Linked DNA regions of Mus musculus: all the other regions are linked to region 2. Evidence: chromatin contacts called from public HiCAR-type and promoter capture Hi-C data. All regions are on one chromosome and are shown on one strand. Each heading gives the region's core, a stretch centred on a gene start, on an enhancer-like site or on the middle of the called end of the contact. The rest is flanking DNA. Distances are from core to core; before and after follow the strand shown. Region 1 holds the start of Zfp87 (zinc finger protein 87). Region 2 holds the start of Mfsd14b (major facilitator superfamily domain containing 14B). Region 3 holds the start of Zfp459 (zinc finger protein 459). Region 4 holds the start of 9430065F17Rik (RIKEN cDNA 9430065F17 gene). Region 5 holds the start of Zfp874b (zinc finger protein 874b). Region 6 holds the start of Zfp729b (zinc finger protein 729b). Region 7 holds the start of Zfp729a (zinc finger protein 729a).

Region 1 (2,700 bases), core at 175-2,674, 2.4 Mb before region 2:
CAGTTCCTCAGCAGGAGTGTTGGTTTTTAGAGACACAAAGGCAGGGAGGATGTCTCCTCAGAATGTCCTCATTAAGGGGGAGTTTTATGGGTAGTGCCATTCTAATGCTAGAGGTGGGGGGAGGGAGTTTCAGGCTGCTGCAGGAGGACACAGCACAGAAACCAGCTGTCTGTGTAGCATACTTGTCTAGGGCTAGAGGGAAGATGGGAGCTTCTGGCCAGGGGGGTGGGGGGTGGGAGCAAAAAATGCAGAGACAAACTGTGCACAACACTAAAGTATCTCTCTAGTATCAGCAATTCGGAGGTTACAACACATGCTTAATCACTGCAAGGAGAACTAAGTAGGAAAAGAGAAGTTGAGTTCTCCACAGTGATAAAAATACCATGGATAGTGGTAGCACATGCCTTTAATCCCCGCACTTGGGAAGCAGAATCAGGGGGATCTTTGAGTCCAATGCAAGCCTGGTCTACAGAGCAAGATACCCCATGCCTAATGCAGAGAGAAATTCTACAATGGATGATGGACCAGAAGTCCGTACAATGCTAAGAACTGTGCCCTCCTTGGGAGAGAAGCAGAAGAGATACTCACAGGCTCAGAGACCACCTGCTGTTAAACACTTCTCTGTTTGTGGTGAACCAGGGAGACGTGGGTGATGTTCTGGTATAGTTCTCATAAAATTAAAGTTCTTATGCAGATTAATGAATGAAAGTGTAAGCAAGGGACAAATGGAGAGATCAAGGATCCACCAATGGATTCTGGAAAGTCTTCACATGTAAATGTGAGGGTAGTACTTATAACCTCGTTCAGAGATTTTTTTTTTTTAACGTCTATGTCTCTGACCTACCTCCTTCACTGTATGGATTCCAGTGCTCACAGGAAAGTGTTTTTGTTTGTTTTCCCAGCTGTGGAGTCTAATGCATGTATGCTCACAGGCTTGTCAGCACACATGGAAAAATGGAGTATGTACAAGTTGAGCATTAAATTAAGTCTTCCTTCATTCTAGGCACGTAGTCTACCCCCTTTGCTAGTTTTGTACTTTGTATTTTGAGACAAGGTCTCTGTAAAGTGCCTAGAACGCTTTGGATTTGTAATCCTTTCATTTTAAACACCGAAGTTGATGTCAAAAAGCATCTCTAAGTAATAGCACTCACTCCACTTTAGCCTCTTGTTTCCTTATTTTAAAGTACAATTAAATGATTGTCAACTTTTGGTGCAGGTTCCAATTTTATAATTAGTAGACGAGTTTTTAAACTACAGTTTGACCAGATACAACTAATAACCCCTCCTATCAAAGCCTCAACGGATGTTCTAGCACGTCCGTTTTACAACCGGAACTTTTAAAGCAGCCTGACTGTGGGCTTTTGTCCCAGTGCTGACACCTCTCCTTTCTTTCCACCCTCCTCCGCTGTCAGTAGGGAGAACACAGAACTCTGGGAAATGTAGTCGTGCCCTCTGTGACGTCACAAGCAGCCGCTCTGCGAACCGCACTTCCGCATCCCGTCTGCAGACGTTTGTCTTCCCCTAAGTTAGCGGTGCTGTGTCCTGCTCCTCGCTCTCGATCGGATCTCTGACATGGAGGTTGGTCCAGGGAGCAGTGCAGCCTGAGGGAATGTGCAGGGGAGTGGTCCAGCTTGGAGGGAGCGGAGCCGAGGTGGACCAGAGGCAGGGAGAAGCCGAGTTGGTGATGCTGTGCTGCTGACCTAAGCTGGGCCAACTGAGCCTGGATGCAAATCTGGGTGGGGAGAGCAGTATGGGGGTGGCGCTGTGAGTGAAAGCTTTGTTAGGACGCGGCTGTATACGCTTCTGGGGTGGGAGAGCTGGCTCTGTAGCACAGAAATGTGGAATGGTGGAAGGTTCAGTATTGCCCCCCCGCAGGGTGGGCCGGCCCTCTCCTTGCGCCAGAGGTGTAAATGGGAGCCCACATTCCTGCTTGCCTTAGGAAGTCTGTTGGCTGTGATCACTTGGCCACTTGACTGTGGTCAGATTTCTCAGAACTTCTAGATCGAGTGGAGATCTGGCACCTCCTATTTATGGCCAGCCTAATATTCTTGGTTTGAGTTAATAGCTGCTCCTCGTTTCCAGGGACAGAGTTCTGCTAAGGAGGTTGGTGTATAGGATGTTAGTACCATTCTCTTTGGAATAAATTGTTAGGTTTTTTTTGGTGTGTTGTTTTGAATGAGAATATTTCATGGCCACCTCCGTGATCTATATCTTCACACTTAACACTCACATGTAGAGACAGTCTAATGTTCTAAAGGAGAAGGCTTATTCAGGATATTATTGATCCTACATTGTAGAGTAAAATACTAGAAAATACCGTATCCACTTATGTCAGAGATTGTGTAATGTCAGAAGCTTGGACTCCTTTTCTGAAACAAATGAGGGGGTGATGGGAGCAGAGAGATGGCCTGGAGATTATTAGTGACTTCGGGGAAAGGACTTGAGTGTCCCTGGGGAGGAGAAGTGACCTTGAATACCTAACAGTGTTTACGTTGCTCTTCAATTGTGAGCTTCTCTTCTATCTCTGGACACTGCACATCTAAACCTCCCTTAACAACTACTCTATCACTGCCCCGACTGTGGCACTCAGGTTCCCTGTTGCTCCCTGAACATTTGCCAGTTTATCCACGTCAGAAAGATTGAAAGGTGAATTTGAAGAGCTTTTGCTCAGTTAGGGTCCCTTGCCCATAATAGACTCCT
Region 2 (2,700 bases), core at 15-2,514:
GCTCAGAATCAACAAAACATGGTTGAAACAGAAGGAAAACTTAGGCTCATTAAAGGATATTGAGAAGCCAGCCCATCTCAATTCGAGTCTATAGCCAAGTTAAGTTTCTGTTTACTATAAAACTTGAAGTTTATATATTTCTCAGAGATGGGCTGCACCCTAGCCCAGTAACCATAGAATGTACTGTAATACCTCCCGCCCCAGCTACCTGTTTTTGAGAATGTTCTATACCAATACCCATTGTTCCATGACCCACTTTAACCTTGACCACCTGGTTTCACTTCTGTATCTACGATTCCATGCAAAATCCCCCACCCCATGGTTTTGCCCTATATAAAGGGCTTGAGAAGTTGGCTTGGGGCTGGTATTGTGAACCCCGTTTTAGGGGGAGACAGCTGCTGATTTGTCTCTGGTTTGTACACAATAAATCTTGCTTTAAACTGGCCATAATTTGGGTTGGTGATCTTTCGATTCACGTCTGTGAGATTAACAATATAATTTACAAAAATGACAGAAATCTGTAAATGTGCTTGACTTGTTTAAACATTCTGTCTCCAGTTATATTTAACAATTAAGAACAATGTCCAGTGTGGTGGCTTAAACCGACACCCAGCATATGGAAAACTGAGGCAAGATCATCAACATGTATTTAAGGCCAGCCTGGGTCATATATGAAGAAGGGTTGAGGACAATCTGCCTGAGATTGTGGATAAGAAAGTTCTAGGTTTAGTAAGTGCGAGCGTGCGTGCTTGCCTCTGGGGAGTGAGCATAGCTAGAGCCTATTGGAATACCAGGGAAGTGCTCTACCACTGAGCAATATATTCTGTGTAATTTTCTGTTAATCAGTGCATGGTTGGAGGCTTCTGAAATCCTGTCAATTGTAGACCACTTCCCCATTGCAGGATTACAGTTCCAGGGGCTGTGTGTCAGTTTGTTCTTTTTATAACTATCATCCTAGGAAAGGGGATAACATTTGAAATGTAAATAAAGAAAATATCTAGTAAAAAATCATTTACTTGGGGTAGGGGCTGGAAAGAACTCAGTTCCTATGCTACCTAAGGACCCAAGTCAGATCCCTAAAACCCACGAAAAGGGGGAAGGTGGGATGACGTGCAGTTGGAATTCTAGCCCGGGGTAGGAGTAAACAGTCCCTAGGACTCGCGGGCAGTCTAATCCAATCAGGAACGCTTTGGGTCCTTCCAGTCTCCGTTAAAATCTATAGGCCTGGAGTCCCTAGAAGATGACGCAGTTTTGATGCGCTACGCAGTCTGGGCGGAGCTTGCCCGAGCTTCTGGAGAGGGGTGGGCGTTCTAGGCGGGAGCTGCCTTTGCTGAGTTCTCCGGGCGGGACGCCGTCTCCCGACTGTTCGGGCGCTACTGAAAACTACTCACTGCCAGTGTCGGGGTCCTGTGTTCACGACCACCACTGAATAGTTGAGGGCCCTGTTCGCTTCCTGCACGGATCCAGCCTCGGCGTCCTCTCAGCAGCCGGTGTCGCCACTGGCGCCGCCGCCCGAGCGGCAGGCCGCTGCGGATCGCGGAGCCCATGAAGGCTCGGGCCCCGCCGCCGCAGTGGCGGCGTCGCCAGTGTCTTGGAGCGCTCCGAACCTGCTCTGGCATGACGGCGGCATGAGCACGGACGGGGAGTCGCCGGAGGAGCCGAGGTGGAAGGCGGTGGCCTCACCCAAGGCGTCAACCATGCCTGAGAAGCGCGGGAGCGCTCAGGCCGCGAGCGGCAGCTGGGTAAGTTTTGACTGGGTTCGGACAGGGACTCTGGGATTGTGGCTGTTCTAGGAGAGCCAGGTTCTTTGAAAAGCTGGCTTTCCTATCAACTCCTCCCCAGACGAACCTCTAGGAGATTTGGTTATTGATTCAAAAGCCACCAGACGCGGGACAGTAATATAATTTGGATATAATTCTGTGCAAATTGACAGAAATCTTCTGGGCACAGATTTTGTCCACAGCAACTTAGACAGTGTGTGTGTGTCAGTCTGTCTTAAAGCCTTCATTTTTCGCAGTCTCCGGAATTGCCTACAGGGATGCTGGAGGTCAAAGTGGGAGGCGCCTGATACTTCCTCCTCCTCTGGGTTTCAGAAGTGGCCTTAGTGTAGTAAGAGGAAGCTGAAGATCTCTGTACCTGAAGGTGAAAGTTCAGCCTGATCTCCTTTAGTGACATGTAAAGTTGAGATGAGTTTGACAGCTAGGGAAGGCTTATTTTCCTTGACCTGGATTCACAGTACAGACCTTACCAGTGCCACTTTTTCTTCTTCTTCTTTTAATGGTTGGAAACTAAGCACAGGGACTAATGTCATTTCTTCAGTCATAAGTATAAAAAGGATTTTTGGGGAAGGATCTACTTAGGACTTAAAACTTAAAGTTTTGCAGTGAATTGAGTACAAACTCTTGCAACTATGGGAAAGTTTGTTCAATGAGAAATAGGAATTTATTTAAATATGATATGTGTGGTCATGTGTTTTTCCTGTTTTTAAGCTTGCATATTTAATTTCTGTTAAAGAATACTAAGTGGTTCCAAGTGCATACTTGACTGTGTGAATTCATCTTTGGTACAATTGGGAGGGTAGAGAATTAGTAGTATGCAGAATGAAATCTCAAGTCAAAATTCAAACATGCAAAAATTTTGAGGTAAAACAGAACCACATACTATATCACATAGTATATTTTAGTAAGGGCTTACTAGGTA
Region 3 (2,700 bases), core at 103-2,602, 2.3 Mb before region 2:
AGAGGAACAGAGACACTGGCTGAACAATAGAGTGATCTAGGGAGGAAGGCTCCACCCTAGGTAATCTCCCTAGTGGCAGCAAGGTCAAGTTCTGGCTCAGCCAGCTTCAGGCTGAGGGAAGGTTATAGTTTTCTACCCAGAGATCCAGGCACCTCTCAAAATCTGTCAGAAAATATGAATTGTGTGGTAGATGGAGAATAACACACAAGCTCACATTTCCTGAAAGTGCAAGGAATATACCCTGTGGATGCACTGACCTAAGTGGGACACCGACATCACACCCCTAGTGCCAAACCTCAAGGATCCATGAGGGAGAAGTGATAGCCACAAGATAGTCAGAGCCAGGTATAGTGATGTCTACAGTGAAACAGCATTGGCCAGATATGTCACTGCCATTGCCTGCATGAACCCACTGTGGTTAATAAGTATGTGGACATCTGTAGAAGCTAAAACCAATCATAAAGCATGCATGGATGAGTGAGAGCCTTGTTATAACACACCCTGACTGGAGCAGCTATTGGCTATTGATCGCTTCTGTGCCTTTGTAAGTCTGCTGCTTTGCAATAAAGTTGAGCCTGGATCAGAACTTTTGTTTTGGCGGTTCCCAGACTCTCATTCAAGGTACCTACTTTGACTGATAGTCGGACTACACCAAACTGCTTTACCACGTATCTGTCTAAGTTTTGTTTTGTATTTACGTTTTCCTCTTATTTAGAAAGAAGGTGTACTTAAATTGTCCATTACAGCCTTGGATCCATTTGTCAGTAACCTCTGAGAAGCTAGGAGCGTAATCAGGCACACCAAGGCTGAGTTGAAAATCCCTTTTTAAAAGATAATTTTCATCTCTACATCAGCGTAGTGCTTCATTATTTTTTTAAAGTACAACTGAGTCAACATGATGTTTTTCCGGGGGTAGTAAGATTAAAATCAGAACACGTGGACCAGAAAGGACTTGTAAGCCTAATATTTCTGTGAAAGGCTCTACTCACATCCATACACCTCTTGTTGTGGCTGTGGAGTTGAAAACTGTAAAGAACACATGGCCTCAGAAGGCATTCTTCCCGATGCTGTAAACTGCACCGCGAGTGCAGCCTCTGTGCAGGCGGGCAGGGGCAGCTTACAGCATCGGGGAAAATGCCTTCTGAGGCCATGTATTCTTTACAAAAACCATCCTGACTCCCCGTGGTTGTCATAGGAACTCTGCATTTTCCTTCCACACTCTACTGCAGGTTTCCAAGAAGAAATCCAGGAACAGTAGAAGTTGCCCTACCTGGACTCCAGGAAGTTCTTCTCGCAATCCAGTACCCACGTGACTCCGACGTCACAAGCAAATCCCACCCGGCTTTTGGTCAACACTCGTCAATCTTCCCGAAAGTTGGACTGGAGTCCTGTGATGCTGAAGATTCCTGTAGCATCTCTGACTTAGAGGTTGGTCGGGGGAGCAGCGTAGCTTGGGGAGCTGGGTTCCGTCTCAGAGGGAGCGGACCTAGGCTAGGTGGGAGGGCGGAAGAAGCTGCATGGACTTGCCGCGCTGAACGGGCTGGGACAGGTGAGGTTGCAGGGCAGGGTAGGGGACTGGGTGTTTGGGATTGTGAAGGATTCTTTGGAACACTGCGTGCAGCCCGAGTCTACACCGGAGCAGGTAGGTAGCGGGGGAGTGGATAATAGTGCAAGTGCAAGAATTGCAAGCTAATAGTGGTAAGCTGACTACCTGCTCCTGTAATACCTGCTCTGCTGGGAAGCACACTAACCTGGTGCCCCATTCTCACCTGGCTGCTGTGAGATTCCTCAGTAAATGGGTTTTCTGGTTCCTCCGGCACTCCGTAGCCGGCCTATTGTAATGGTTTTGATTATATTCATTTTCTCTGCCATTTAAAGAATTAAGAATGATTTAAATACATATATATGATTTGCAACCGGTGGCATGTTGGGAAATTCTGTAACACAGAAGGGAGATCTGCCAGAAGGACCCGCTATAGAGAAGCTTTGACTAGGGCTGAGACAGCACACATAGTCAACACATGGAGGGAAAGACTACAAAGCAGAGTGCCAACCAGGGAGGCTGAAGCCTGTTTCACCTTGCGGGCTGCTTTTCTCAAACCTTTGAAAAGTCCCCCATCCCTAATTTAGGGTTGAGTAATTTGGGGGTGGTGGTGGTGGTAAGACAGGATGTTTGGTTAGCCCACAATGCTTGCCTCACCACGTCTTCATCTGGGCTAAATTGTTGAGCTAGTCCATGATCAGGGGGAAAATCTCACGTGGCCTTGTTTTAGGGGGCCAGGCTTTTGTGTCAGGTCAGCAGGGTGAGGAAGAGCTCACAGACCTGTGTGTATTCACGTGATTTAGAGAAAACAGGCCTGTGATCAAAAGAAGCTTGAGCCTTCTGTGAGGCACATTCCTGTTATCTCTGCATTTGTGAGGGGGAGGGGCAGGACCCTCTGGACATCCCCTGCTTGATAGCAAATTCAAGGCCAATGTAAGCTGCCTCAATCTGTGTCAGAAAACATTTAATCATGCTTGATGGACGTGAGAAATACTCTCTATGATTCATTCCATGTCTTCCAGTGAGAGCCGTGGAAAACCCCTGCAATCAACACTTTGGTGTCTTACAAAGTACACATGCTTCCCTTCTGCCGACCCAATCCATGTGGGATTCAAACTTTGTTTTCACTAACATGCTCTTGTTAAAGATGGTACATT
Region 4 (2,700 bases), core at 12-2,511, 2.4 Mb before region 2:
GCCATCTCTCCAACCACCCTCCCCAACCAGTTATTAAAACTCCTTCTTAAACATTTCAGGGAAGAATAAAAAAGGACACAAGTAAGTTTCTTTCTTTCTTTCTTTCTTTCTTTCTTTCTTTCTTTCTTTTTTTTTTTTTTTTTTTTTTTTTTTTTTTTTTTTTTTTTGGTTTTTCGAGACAGGGTTTCTCTGTATAGCCCTGGCTGTCCTGGAACTCACTGTGTAGACCAGGCTGGCCTCCAACTCAGAAATCTGTCTGCCTTTGCCTCCCAAGTGCTGGGATAAAAGGCATGCGCCACCACTGCCCGGCAGGACACAAGTTTCTTATTAAAAAAAAAAAAAAAAAAAAAAGACTTTCCTTCTCAGCTGAGATTTAGCTTCCTTGTGAACCACTGTCCGTCACGAGTCCAGACTCTTCTTTCTAAAAAGGTTTGTTCTTTGGTCTTTGGCATGACCAGTACAGCACTAGATATTTACGAGGAGATAGGAGGTCCCAATGGTGCCAATCTATCTTTATTCATTCATTCATTATTTCTATGTTCCCAGTTAGATTCTCTGAGTTCTTTACAAGTGAATTCTAGAGAGCTGGGCTTTTAATTTTGTTCTATAATTTTAAATCATATCTGTGCACCTTGACCTGTGCACTACACTGTATGGATTCCAATGTTCACACTAAGACTTTTTTTCCAGCTGTGGCAAACTGGTTATTTTATTTAACTACAGGACGAGATTGTCTATTGTAGTGGTGTATTTATAACTAAAGCCTTCTTCATCCCAGGCAAGCAGGGACTTTACCCCTAAGATGCTCAGTAACCCTTTTTTGTAGTTTGTACCTTTTGCCCAGGTTATCCTTGGATTTGGCATCCTTCTGTCTTAAGCTCCTGAGCATCTGCGAAGACACGGAGTGACAAATAGGCTGATTGTAAAATCATCTTAACAGAAAGTGGTCATTTCCATACAATTTTTTGCTGATTTATTTTAAAGTTAAATTGAGTCAACGTGAATTTTACATATGGAATAAACCTCATAATAAGTAGACTTTGAGTTTTAAATCAGTACAGATTGACCAGAAATAATCAGCAAACATTAGAGTCAAAGGCTCGACTCACATTCAAACATCTCCGGTAGTGAACCCGGGATTTTAAAAGCAGCCCGACTCCCTATGGCTGTCCCAGTGCAAAAAATGCTCGCGTTCCCATCCATCCTCACCTGCAGAGGTGAAGAAACACAGGAAACACACACGTCACCAGCCTGTTTTCCTGGCGCCTCGTCGCACAGACTTGTGGGAAGTGTAGTCTTCCGTTGGATCGCTTCACAAGGAGCCATTGTGGAAACGGCACTTCCGCATTGCGACTGCACTAGTGCATTTTCTCTCAAAGTTGGGCGATTCTCTGGTCCTGCTCCGCGCTCGGCTTGCATCGCTGACATGGAGGTTGGTCCAGGGTGTCGCGTACCGCTGCAGGTCGGAGGGACCGAGGGCGGGTCCGGCCCGGAGGCGGCGGAGGAGGGGTGGCCCGGAGGCGGGAAGAACAGACTTGGTGGAGCCCTGCTGACCTAGGCTGGGCCACAGCGTCTGGAAGCCTGCTGGGGCCGGGGAGAGGGCATGCGGTTGGTGCTGGAAGTGAACGCTCTTGTGAGCTCAGAGTAGCTGCCTGGGTCTCTTATAGAGGCTGTATTGGTAAGAAAGGAATTGGGAATATGAAAATCCAGGATTGCTCGGACAGGCGGGTCTGCTCGTAACCTGTACCTGGAAGTGGTGGTGGTGGACTCATACATCTCAGATTGGCTATGGACCCACGCCTTCCCCGCGCTTGTCAGTTTTCTCAGGACACCTAGACCAAGTGGAGATCTGGCCCCTCCTGTACTTTATAGCCGGCCTAATACTTTTAGTTTGTATTGATAGAAGTTCATAGAGTTACTAGTTTCCAAGGACGGAGAGTTTTGCGAGAGAGATTGATGCATGGGATGTTAATCCCATTTTCATTGGAACAGAGATTTATGGACTGCCGTTTTAAATAGGAATACTTAATGATCACTGCTGTGACCTGAATCCTCAGACTAACACCCCCATGCAGAGCTAGAATGATCCCCTAAAGGAAAAGATTCTAGCTTTGCAAAACAAGAAATTACTGATCCTGCACTGTACTGGAGAAGAATAACTCATCCAATTCCATTGGGAATTATGATGCCATTAGTTTGTGGGAGATGAGTTGGCTAGAGGCTACAAGGGTGTCTAGGGATTGACTGTAAGGGGACAGAGGTGCTTGAGTTTCTCTGGGAAAGAGAAATAGTCCTGCCTACCTGACCGGATGCTTACAGTGCTCTCTGATCGATCCCATGGTTTTCTCCCGTCGTTGTCCACTGCATACTGTGTCTAAAACTGTCACTAGTTGTGGGATCTGTGTTCCACGAGTGCCCTTAAACAGTTCGTCCGGAACCGTTTCTCCCAAGTTTTTATACTGGGTCAAAAGAGTAAGAGATGACTTTAAGAGCTATGGTTCACTCGGGATCCTGTAGTTTTTTCACAGTGGGCTGCTCACATAGTCTTTTGTTTGTACAAGTGAAAATATGAGGGAAGGAATTACTCATTTTAGAAACTCACATATAGTGACGTTGTTGTATTACACATGTCGTCCTTACAAAGACTCTGATAGGAAAGTTTGCAGGATGGCGATGATGATGCTCACCATCCCCTGGTGA
Region 5 (2,700 bases), core at 197-2,696, 2.4 Mb before region 2:
CTGAGACTCACTAAAACTAACTTTCTTACATGTAACAGTAATCTTCAACTCCAATAGTCCCGTACAAAAACACATACAATCCAGTTATTATATTTATAAGCAATAAACCTAGATTGGCAGAACTATACTAACTTATCCCCAGCTAGGAGACCGTTGGTTATCTGCAGTTTCTCCTGGTCACGTGGTTCAGCTCCATCTTAGCTGCTGCTTCCTCCTCTCCTGTCATCTCTCCCTCCCCATCTCTCGCTCTCCAAGATCTCCTCTCTCACCTTTCCTCTCCACGGCCCAATCACAGGCTTTTGCTTTTATTGACCAGTAAATGGGGAGAAGATTCACAGGAGAGCACCTGAGTACTTGATCCACCACTCTCCCGGGGGCCACCCCTCTTGAGGATGCAGAATTAACATGAAAATTCAAACAACATCAGGACAACCCACAACACTTACATAAGCTAAAGGTTGAAAATATGGACAAAGGATCTGCGATGGATCTGGGCGATCTTTACTGATAAACAACAGAGAGGAGGACTTTAAAATTGTTCGATACTCCGGAGGCAGAGGCAGGCAGATTTCTGAGTTTGAGGCCAGCCTGGTCTACAAAGTGAGTTCCAGGACAGCCAGGTCTAAACAGAGAAACCCTGTCTCGAAAAATCTAAATAAATAAATAAAATTGTTCGATGATTTAGTCTGTTTCTCTTGACTAACCTCCGACACGAATGGATTCCAATATTCACATGAAAACGATTTCCTGCAGTGGCTTGTGATCTGTGTACGGCTTGTAGTTGATTTCTAGAAGAGCCATTGCACAGGGCATCCAGAGTGATGGCGCTTAAGCCTTGTGGTGATCTCCTGTAAATAATCCGTGATTGTTACCTAAAATCCATGGCATTGTCTTCTTTGGGAATATCAAAAGCTTAGCATAACCTCAGTTATAAAACAATCCTGGTAAACCCGACACATTGGCTGTCAGTCCATCAGAAGCTGATTCCCCGGCGGCTTTTGCTAAAGCTTATCACATCCTGGAGTGTCTCTATCTCTTACCATCTTGGTAACTCAGTACACTGACAAATATTCACACAGGGTGTCAATACAGGAGAACGCGGCTCACTTAAGTATGTGCAGTACTGGGTATTAAGCCAAAGCCTTGAGGCAGTTTCCTCAAATAGCTGTAAATTTCACCGGAAATGAAGAAATTAAGAACTTTGCCAAGAAAATCCTCTGCCCCTTTAAGCTGGACCACAGAAACTGAGGAATGCACTCGGCTCGTTAGAACTGGGCTCAGTTCGTGGCCTCCATGCTTCTTAACTAGGCGACACTAACTAGGTGACAGACATCAATGCAGAAATCCAGGACCATTTTGTAGTACAACTCACTCTCCTAAGACTCCTGCAACGCCATCGCACAGACTTGTGGGAAATGTAGTCTGTAGCACGGTGACGTCACAGATCGGTACTTTGGTAAACAAGAGTTCAGCTTTTGGTAAGCATGTGCGGCTCTTATCCAAAGCTGGGCCAGACTCTGGTCCTGCTGTGCTCTCCCGTTGGATCTCTGACATGGAGGTTGGTCCAGGGTTCAGTCACCCCAGGGTCTGTGCGGGGTGCATAGGTCCGGAGGGAACAGGGACCGGGTGGAATGGAAGCTGGGAGGAGCTGATTTGGAGGAGCTTTCTGGACAGGGCTGGTGAGAGGGCGCTGCGGGGGTTAGTGGGACTGACCTCTGTTTAGACCGACAGAATTCAAGGAATGGAGAAGCTTGTAAGTTCAAGGATTGCCTAGGCAATGTTGGCTGGGTGAAGGTCTTTGCCTGGTCATGGTGATTCTGGGCGTTCACTTTCCAGCTTTCTGGTGGAAGTATTAGCTGGGTCACTCTCACGTGGATGTTACTGGATCGCTCAGTATGTTTAGATAAGAGGAGATCTGGTCCTTTCTGTACTTTATGGCTGTCTGTTACGGAGTTCAGGACCACTGAGAAAGATCACCAAATAAAACTAGGAATTAAAAGGTAAAAAACAAACCAACGAAACAAAACTGCTTTATTTAGAGCCACAATCTCCTTTGCCAGTTTGAGAACTGCTGCAAAAGGGTAGACAGGGGTTGGAATTCTTTAAGTCACAAAACACAGTTGTCTCAACTTGGGATGGTCTGCTTCATAAGGCATTATATTTTTTGTTTGTTTTCTGAGCAAGCACAGCTAAGAGAGATTAAAAAAAGCAGAATGCATGTCCGGTTACTATTGTTTGCTGTTTGTTTTTGTTGCTGTGTTGTACAACGCTCAGTTGGAAATGGAGCTAGTCTTTAATTCATCGCACATGCAGTTATTCTTGTCTTGCTTTGAGGTGACAGAACTTGCTAGGTTCCAGGGTCAGAGTCCTGAAGGGAGCATTGGTGTACGTGATATTTATCCCACTTTCTTTGAAATGAATTGTGGATTTAAAGAAGATTCACTTGGAATAGGAATCCCTCATGGAGGCTGTTCAGTTCCTCACTTGAAAGTAGCTTGACACCCATGTTTGCTAAAAGGATATTGAGCTGTTTCTCTTTTTTTTTTTTTTTTTTTTTTTGGTTTTTTCGAGACAGGGTTTCTCTGTATAGCCCTGGCTGTCCTGGAGCTCACTTTGTAGACCAGGCTGGCCTCGAACTCAGAAATCCGCCTGCCTCTGCCTCCCGAGTGCTGGGATTAAAGCCGTGCGCCACCACGCCCG
Region 6 (2,700 bases), core at 136-2,635, 2.5 Mb before region 2:
ACCTCAACACATACACATATTGGAAAACTAACTATGCTCAGAAATGTTAAGTCCTTCTGGTTGTTGGTAATGCCCTTCACTACAGCCATCAGGGGGATGACAGACCACTCATGACCTCATTCTAAACAGACATGCCAATCAAATGTCCAGGTGAATGTACTGTTTGTTGACTCTAGTTTTTCTAAATTAAGGAATCTGTTCTGATCCCTAGGCAAACACACTCCCTAGAGAAGAATATTTGGATAGGGATTTTGCACAGTCTCTGCTCTGAAACAGCTTGCTTTTAAATTATTATGCCTCAGGGAAGTATGAAGTCTTTTCTGTAATGCCATTTGTAGCTTTAACTCAAGCATGAACTACACAGGAATAAACCTTCTTACGAAAAGATGGGAATTCTCAATACTCCAAGTTTCCAGTCTAACTTCTTTAATACATCACCTCATTTTACAGTGATATGAGCATATTTCTGATACCTTTGTATTCCACGGGAAACTATCTCAGTGTTCTGCTTAGGAGAAGTGAGGGAAGTGCAAGGCAGCTACCAGTAATGTTCAAGTATTATCAAATGTGAATGATGACAGGATCAGTGGAGACAGGAAAATCAATAAGGAACATCAAACCAAACACAGAGGGAAATTGAAGAGCCAGTACACTCACCATTGTGATCCAAGGAGCTCTGCCCCTCCTCTTGGGAGAGATTCAGAGGAGGAAAGCAAGTGCTCAGAAAACACTTGGTGGTGACTCAGTTTGATTTCTAATTCTGTCTTAAGCACCTGGGATGGTTTCCATAGCGTCTTAAAGAGATAATGCCCACTCTTATATTAACTTCCTGCTTTCATATTTTAAGTAAACCATGAAAGCATGAATTTTCCACTCGGTAGTAACATTCCATAAGTAGTTCTGTACTTTAAAAAAACAAAACAAAACAAAAAATCGAAGCTTTAAAATCACAATGTTTTAACAGAGATAACAAGGAAATGCGATAAACATTACTATGAAAAGCTCAGCTCACAGGCTAACATCGCGTGCTGTGACCAAAGACTTTTTTTTTTTTTTTTTTTGGTTTTTTTTTTTTTTTTTTTTTTTGAGACAGGGTTTTTCTGTGTAGCTCTGGCTGTCCTGGAACTCACTTTGTAGACCAGGCTGGCCTCGAACTCAGAAATCCTCCTGCCTCTGCCTCCCGAGTGCTGGGATTAAAGGCGTGCGCCACCACTGCCCGGCAAACAAAGACTTTTTTAAACGCCCACTTTCCCTGTTGCTGCCACGTGCGGCAGCCTGGTTCTTTCCAACTTCAGCTGCCCACAGCTGGACTGCAAGGCAGGCAATGCACAAGACCTCTTGGGGGGGGGGGGGGGTTCCCTGTAAATCCTTCCAACTGACTTGTGGGAAATGTAGTCCCGGGTCCTGTGACATCATCAGAAAGGGCCGCCGGAATCGAACTTCCTTATTCTTCAAACTTCACTCCTCAAATGTGTGCAGTTGTCCTCCTCAGCGCTGCATCTGGATTTCTGACATGGAGGTTAGTGCAGGGAGCAGCGCCATCTTTCAGGTCTGAGGGGCTGTGCAGGGTGGCAGGTAGGGCACGGAGGGAGCTGGCTCGGGCTTGTTGTGAGGCAGGAAGCTGCTGACCTAGGCTGGGCCGCTGCGCCTGGGCACAGGTTTGAAGGGGAGAAGACTGAAAACAACAGGATGGCAAGGGCAGGCTGGGTCTGCTGACTGCCTGTTCCTGAGATGCTGACAAGAGCGCACTCATCATTACCTAGCTGACCCCTTCTCACGTGACTGTAGTCAGATTCTCAGGACATACAGAGCACTTGGACATGTAGCGCCCTCTGTATGTTATGTCCTAGAGTCTACTTCTGGTTTGAGCTCAAGCAGCTTCCTAAAGTTCCTAGTGTCCAAGGAGCAAGAATCCTGTGAGGGAGGGCAAACTGTCGTGTGGGATGTTAGTTCCTTTGGAACGAATTGTTCGACTCATGGATGCCCTGATTCAAATAAGATTTTCTGATAGACACCTTTGTGACCTGAATGCGACAATACATGGCTATAAAATCACAAAATAATCTTGTAGTTGGTATGAAGCACTGTTTGCAAAATCCAAATAAATAGGATTTTACACTAAAGATTAATAACTAGACAATAATACCTCAACAGTTCTGAGTATGTGTTGTGTCCAAAATTTGGGCTCCTTTTCAGATGTGAGAGACGACTTGGTGTGATGAGAGACCTCAGGGTGGGGTGGAAAGTCTGAAAGGGAAGGGGGAAATGGCTCTGCTCATCTGTCAGGCTCTGTGCATTGCTTTCTAATCTGCCAGACTCTGTGCATTGCTTTCTAATCTGCCAGGCTCTGTGCATTGCTCTCTAATCTACTAGGATCTGTACATTTCTCTAATCTGCCAGAGTCTGTACATTGCTGTCTCTTCACGTGCTTTTCATCTTTGTGTTCACGTTATCAGCAGTGTCTGAACTCTTTTAAATTTTCCTTTGTCCCTCAATGTGACATTCAGGTTTAGTGACACACCCTTCTTAATAGTTTTAGAAAGAATTCTCCAATTTTTTCAACTGTATCTGAAAAGCTGTAAGATATGGCTGGAGAGATGGCTCAGTGGTTAAGAGCACTGCCTGTTCTTCCAAAGGTCCTGAGTTTAATTCCCAGCAAGCACTTGTTGGCTCCTAACCATATATATTTGGATATGATGT
Region 7 (2,700 bases), core at 72-2,571, 2.5 Mb before region 2:
ACAGAACCTTTTAAATGTGAGAGGTCCATGGTAAGCTTAGACCTTCAGATATAAAATTTAGTATTACAATACATAGCAACATACCAAACCTCAACACATACACATATTGGAAAACTAACTATGCTCAGAAATGTTAAGTCCTTCTGGTTGTTGGCAATGCCCTTCACTACAGCCATCAGGGGGATGACAGACCACTCATGACCTCATTCTAAACAGACATGCCAATCAAATGTCCAGGTGAATGTACTGCTTGTTGACTCTAGTTTTTCTAAGTTAAGGAATCTGTTCTGATCCCTAGGCAAACACACTCCCTAGAGAAGAAAAATTGGAATGGGATTTTGCACAGTCTCTGCTCTGAAACAGCTTGGCTTTGAATTATTGTGCCTCAGGGAAGTATGAAGACTTTTCTGTAATGCCATTTGTAGCTTTAACTCAAGCATGAACTACACAGGAATAAACCTTCCCACGAAAAGATGGGAATTCTCCATACTCCAAGTTTCCAGTCTAACTTCTTTAATACATCGACCTCATTTTACAGTGATATGAACATATTTCTGATACCTTTGAATTCCAGGAGGAACTATCTCGGTGTTCTGTTTAGGAGAAGTGAGGGAAGTGCAAGGCAGCTACCAGTAATGTTCAAGTATTATCAAATGTGAATGATGACAGGATCAGTGGAGACAGGAAAATCAATAAGGAACATCAAACCAAACACAGAGGGAAATTGAAGAGCCAGTACACACACCATTGTGATCCAAGGAGCTCTGCCCCTCCTCTTGGGAGAGATTCAGAGGAGGAAAGCAAGTGCTCAGAAAACACTTCGTGGTGACTCAGTTTGATTTCTAATTCTGTCTTCAGCACCTGGGATGGTTTTGATAGCATATTAAAGAGATAATGCCCACTCCTACATTAACTTCCTGCTTTCATATTTTAAATAAACAATGAAAGCATGAATTTTCCATTCGGTAGTAATATTCCATAAGTAAATCTGTGCTTTAAAAAACCAAGGGGAAAAAAAAAAAAGAAAGAAAGATCGAAGCTTTAATCTCACAATGTTTTAGCAGAGATAACAAGGAAATGTGATAAACATTACTGTGAAACTCAGCTCACAGGCTAACATCGCTTGCTGTAACCAAAGACTTTTTTAAAAGCCCACTTTCCCTGTGGCTGCCCATGTGCTGCAGCTTAGTTCTTTCCAACTTCAGCTGCCCACAGCTGGACCGCAAGGCAGGCAATGCACAAGACATCTTAGGTGGGGTCCCTGTAAGTCCTTCCAACTGACTTGTGGGAAGTGTAGTCCTGGTTCCTGTTTCGTCATTAGAAAGGGCCATCGGACTCGAACTTCCTTATTCTTCCTTCAAACTTCACTCCTCAAATGTATGCAGTTGTCCTGCTCAGCGCTGCATCTGGATTTCTGAGATGGAGTTCGGTGCAGGGACCAGCGCCTTCTTTCAGGTCTGAGGGGCTGTGCAGGGTGGCAGGTAGGGCACGGAGGGAGCTGGCTCGGGCTTGTTGAGAGGCAGGAAGCTGCTGACCTGGAGATGCTGTGCTGACCTAAGCTGGGCCGCTGCGCCTGGGCACGGGTTTGAAGGGGAGAAGGTTGAAAACAACAGGATGGCAAGGGCAGGCTGGGTCTGCTGACTGCCTGTTCCCGAGATGCTGACGGGAGCGCACTCATCATTACCTAGCTGACCCGTTCTCACGTGACTGTAGTCAGATTCTCAGGGCATACAGAGCACTTGGACTTGTAGCGCCCTCTGTATGTTATGTCCTGGAGACTACTCCTGGTTTGAGCTCAAACAGCTTCCTAAAGTTCCTAGTGTCCAAGGAGCAAGAATCCTGTGAGGGAGGGCAAACTGTTGTGTGGGATGTTAGTTCCTGTTCCTTTGGAATGAATTGTTAGACTCACGGATGCCCTGATTCAAATCACATTTTCTGATAGACACCTTTGTGACCTGAATGCGACAATACATGGCTATAAAACCACAAAATAATCTTGTAGTTGGTATGAACCAGTGTTTGCACAATCCAAATAAATAGGATTTTACACTAAAGATTAAAAATCACTAGACAATAATACCTCAACAGTTCTGAGTATGTGTTGTGTCCAAAATTTTGACTCCTTTTCAGATGTGAGAGACGACTTGGGGTGATGAGAGATCACAGGGTGGCACTGGAAAGTCTGAAAGGGAAGGGGGAAATGCCTCTGCTCATCTGCCAGGCTCTGTGCATTGCTTTCTAATCTGCCAGACTCTGTACATTGTTGTCTCTTCACGTGCTTTTCTTCCTAGAGTTCACGTTATCAGCAGTGTCTGAACTCTTTTAAATTTTCTTTTGTCCCTCAATGTGACATTCAGGTTTAGTGACACACCCTTAATAGTTTTAGAAAGAATTCTCCAATTTTTTCAACTGTATTTGAAAAGCTGTAAGATAGGGAAGGAGAGATGGCTTATTGGTTAAGAGCATGCCTATTCTTCCAAAGGTCCTGAGTTTAATTCCAGCAACCACTTGTTGGCTCCCAACCGTCTATTATTGGATCTGATGTTCTCTTCTGGTATGTCAGCAAAAGAATGCTCATATAAATAAATAAATAAATATTTTGAAAAGTTGTAATATAAATTTCAAAAGCCGTGGCACTCTTGGGGTCTTATGATTTACACATAGTAGGTTTATGTTCATGTAAAAATGCACAGTTCTCCT

The links. Promoter capture Hi-C pulls out the DNA fragments that hold promoters and counts their contacts. HiCAR-type assays count read pairs that join an accessible place to other places.
Region 1: a HiCAR-type map of astrocytes shows a contact between it and region 2, with 6 times the contacts expected there. The contact joins the promoter of Zfp87 here to the promoter of Mfsd14b in region 2. A contact is called at or near these places in 6 of 39 promoter capture datasets (cranial neural crest, hippocampal neurons, liver and 2 more) and 1 of 115 datasets of contacts at active chromatin or transcription factors (astrocytes).
Region 3: a contact with region 2 is called in a promoter capture Hi-C map of hippocampal neurons, with 2.9 times the contacts expected there. The contact joins the promoter of Zfp459 here to the promoter of Mfsd14b in region 2. A contact is called at or near these places in 3 of 39 promoter capture datasets (cranial neural crest, hippocampal neurons and liver) and 1 of 115 datasets of contacts at active chromatin or transcription factors (astrocytes).
Region 4: a contact with region 2 is called in a promoter capture Hi-C map of liver, with 2.9 times the contacts expected there. The contact joins the promoter of 9430065F17Rik here to the promoter of Mfsd14b in region 2. A contact is called at or near these places in 2 of 39 promoter capture datasets (cranial neural crest and liver), 1 of 484 Hi-C or Micro-C datasets (CD4 T cells), 1 of 115 datasets of contacts at active chromatin or transcription factors (astrocytes) and 2 of 9 other capture datasets (adipose tissue and liver).
Region 5: a promoter capture Hi-C map of second pharyngeal arch cranial neural crest shows a contact between it and region 2, with 5 times the contacts expected there. The contact joins the promoter of Zfp874b here to the promoter of Mfsd14b in region 2. A contact is called at or near these places in 4 of 39 promoter capture datasets (cranial neural crest, hippocampal neurons, neutrophils and 1 more).
Region 6: a contact with region 2 is called in a promoter capture Hi-C map of pre-B cells, with 10 times the contacts expected there. The contact joins the promoter of Zfp729b here to the promoter of Mfsd14b in region 2. A contact is called at or near these places in 3 of 39 promoter capture datasets (hippocampal neurons, liver and pre-B cells), 2 of 115 datasets of contacts at active chromatin or transcription factors (astrocytes and thymic regulatory T cells) and 1 of 9 other capture datasets (liver).
Region 7: a contact with region 2 is called in a promoter capture Hi-C map of hippocampal neurons, with 4 times the contacts expected there. The contact joins the promoter of Zfp729a here to the promoter of Mfsd14b in region 2. A contact is called at or near these places in 1 of 39 promoter capture datasets (hippocampal neurons), 1 of 115 datasets of contacts at active chromatin or transcription factors (astrocytes) and 1 of 9 other capture datasets (liver).

What each region holds. Positions count from the first base shown.
Region 1 is chr13:67,524,955-67,527,654 of GRCm38.p6, reverse strand. It overlaps Zfp87 (zinc finger protein 87), which reads left to right and starts at 1,424. Exons shown (of 4, transcript NM_133228.3): 1 at 1,424-1,578. The coding sequence starts at 1,573.
Region 2 is chr13:65,111,546-65,114,245 of GRCm38.p6, reverse strand. It overlaps Mfsd14b (major facilitator superfamily domain containing 14B), which reads left to right and starts at 1,264. Exons shown (of 12, transcript NM_133680.3): 1 at 1,264-1,742. The coding sequence starts at 1,629.
Region 3 is chr13:67,420,070-67,422,769 of GRCm38.p6, reverse strand. Zfp459 (zinc finger protein 459) reads left to right here and starts at 1,352. Exons shown (of 4, transcript NM_177811.4): 1 at 1,352-1,428. Gm33787 (a long non-coding RNA gene) reads right to left here and starts at 1,327. Exons shown (of 2, transcript XR_382593.2): 1 at 1,271-1,327.
Region 4 is chr13:67,551,763-67,554,462 of GRCm38.p6, reverse strand. 9430065F17Rik (RIKEN cDNA 9430065F17 gene) reads right to left here and starts at 1,261. Exons shown (of 5, transcript NR_131100.1): 1 at 1,210-1,261; 2 at 834-889. Zfp748 (zinc finger protein 748) reads left to right here and starts at 1,311. Exons shown (of 4, transcript NM_001035231.3): 1 at 1,311-1,432. The coding sequence starts at 1,427.
Region 5 is chr13:67,482,999-67,485,698 of GRCm38.p6, reverse strand. It overlaps Zfp874b (zinc finger protein 874b), which reads left to right and starts at 1,446. Exons shown (of 4, transcript NM_001076791.2): 1 at 1,446-1,558. The coding sequence starts at 1,553.
Region 6 is chr13:67,608,392-67,611,091 of GRCm38.p6, reverse strand. Zfp729b (zinc finger protein 729b) reads left to right here and starts at 1,385. Exons shown (of 4, transcript NM_001163246.2): 1 at 1,385-1,519. The coding sequence starts at 1,514.
Region 7 is chr13:67,636,402-67,639,101 of GRCm38.p6, reverse strand. Zfp729a (zinc finger protein 729a) reads left to right here and starts at 1,321. Exons shown (of 4, transcript NM_183146.4): 1 at 1,321-1,455. The coding sequence starts at 1,420.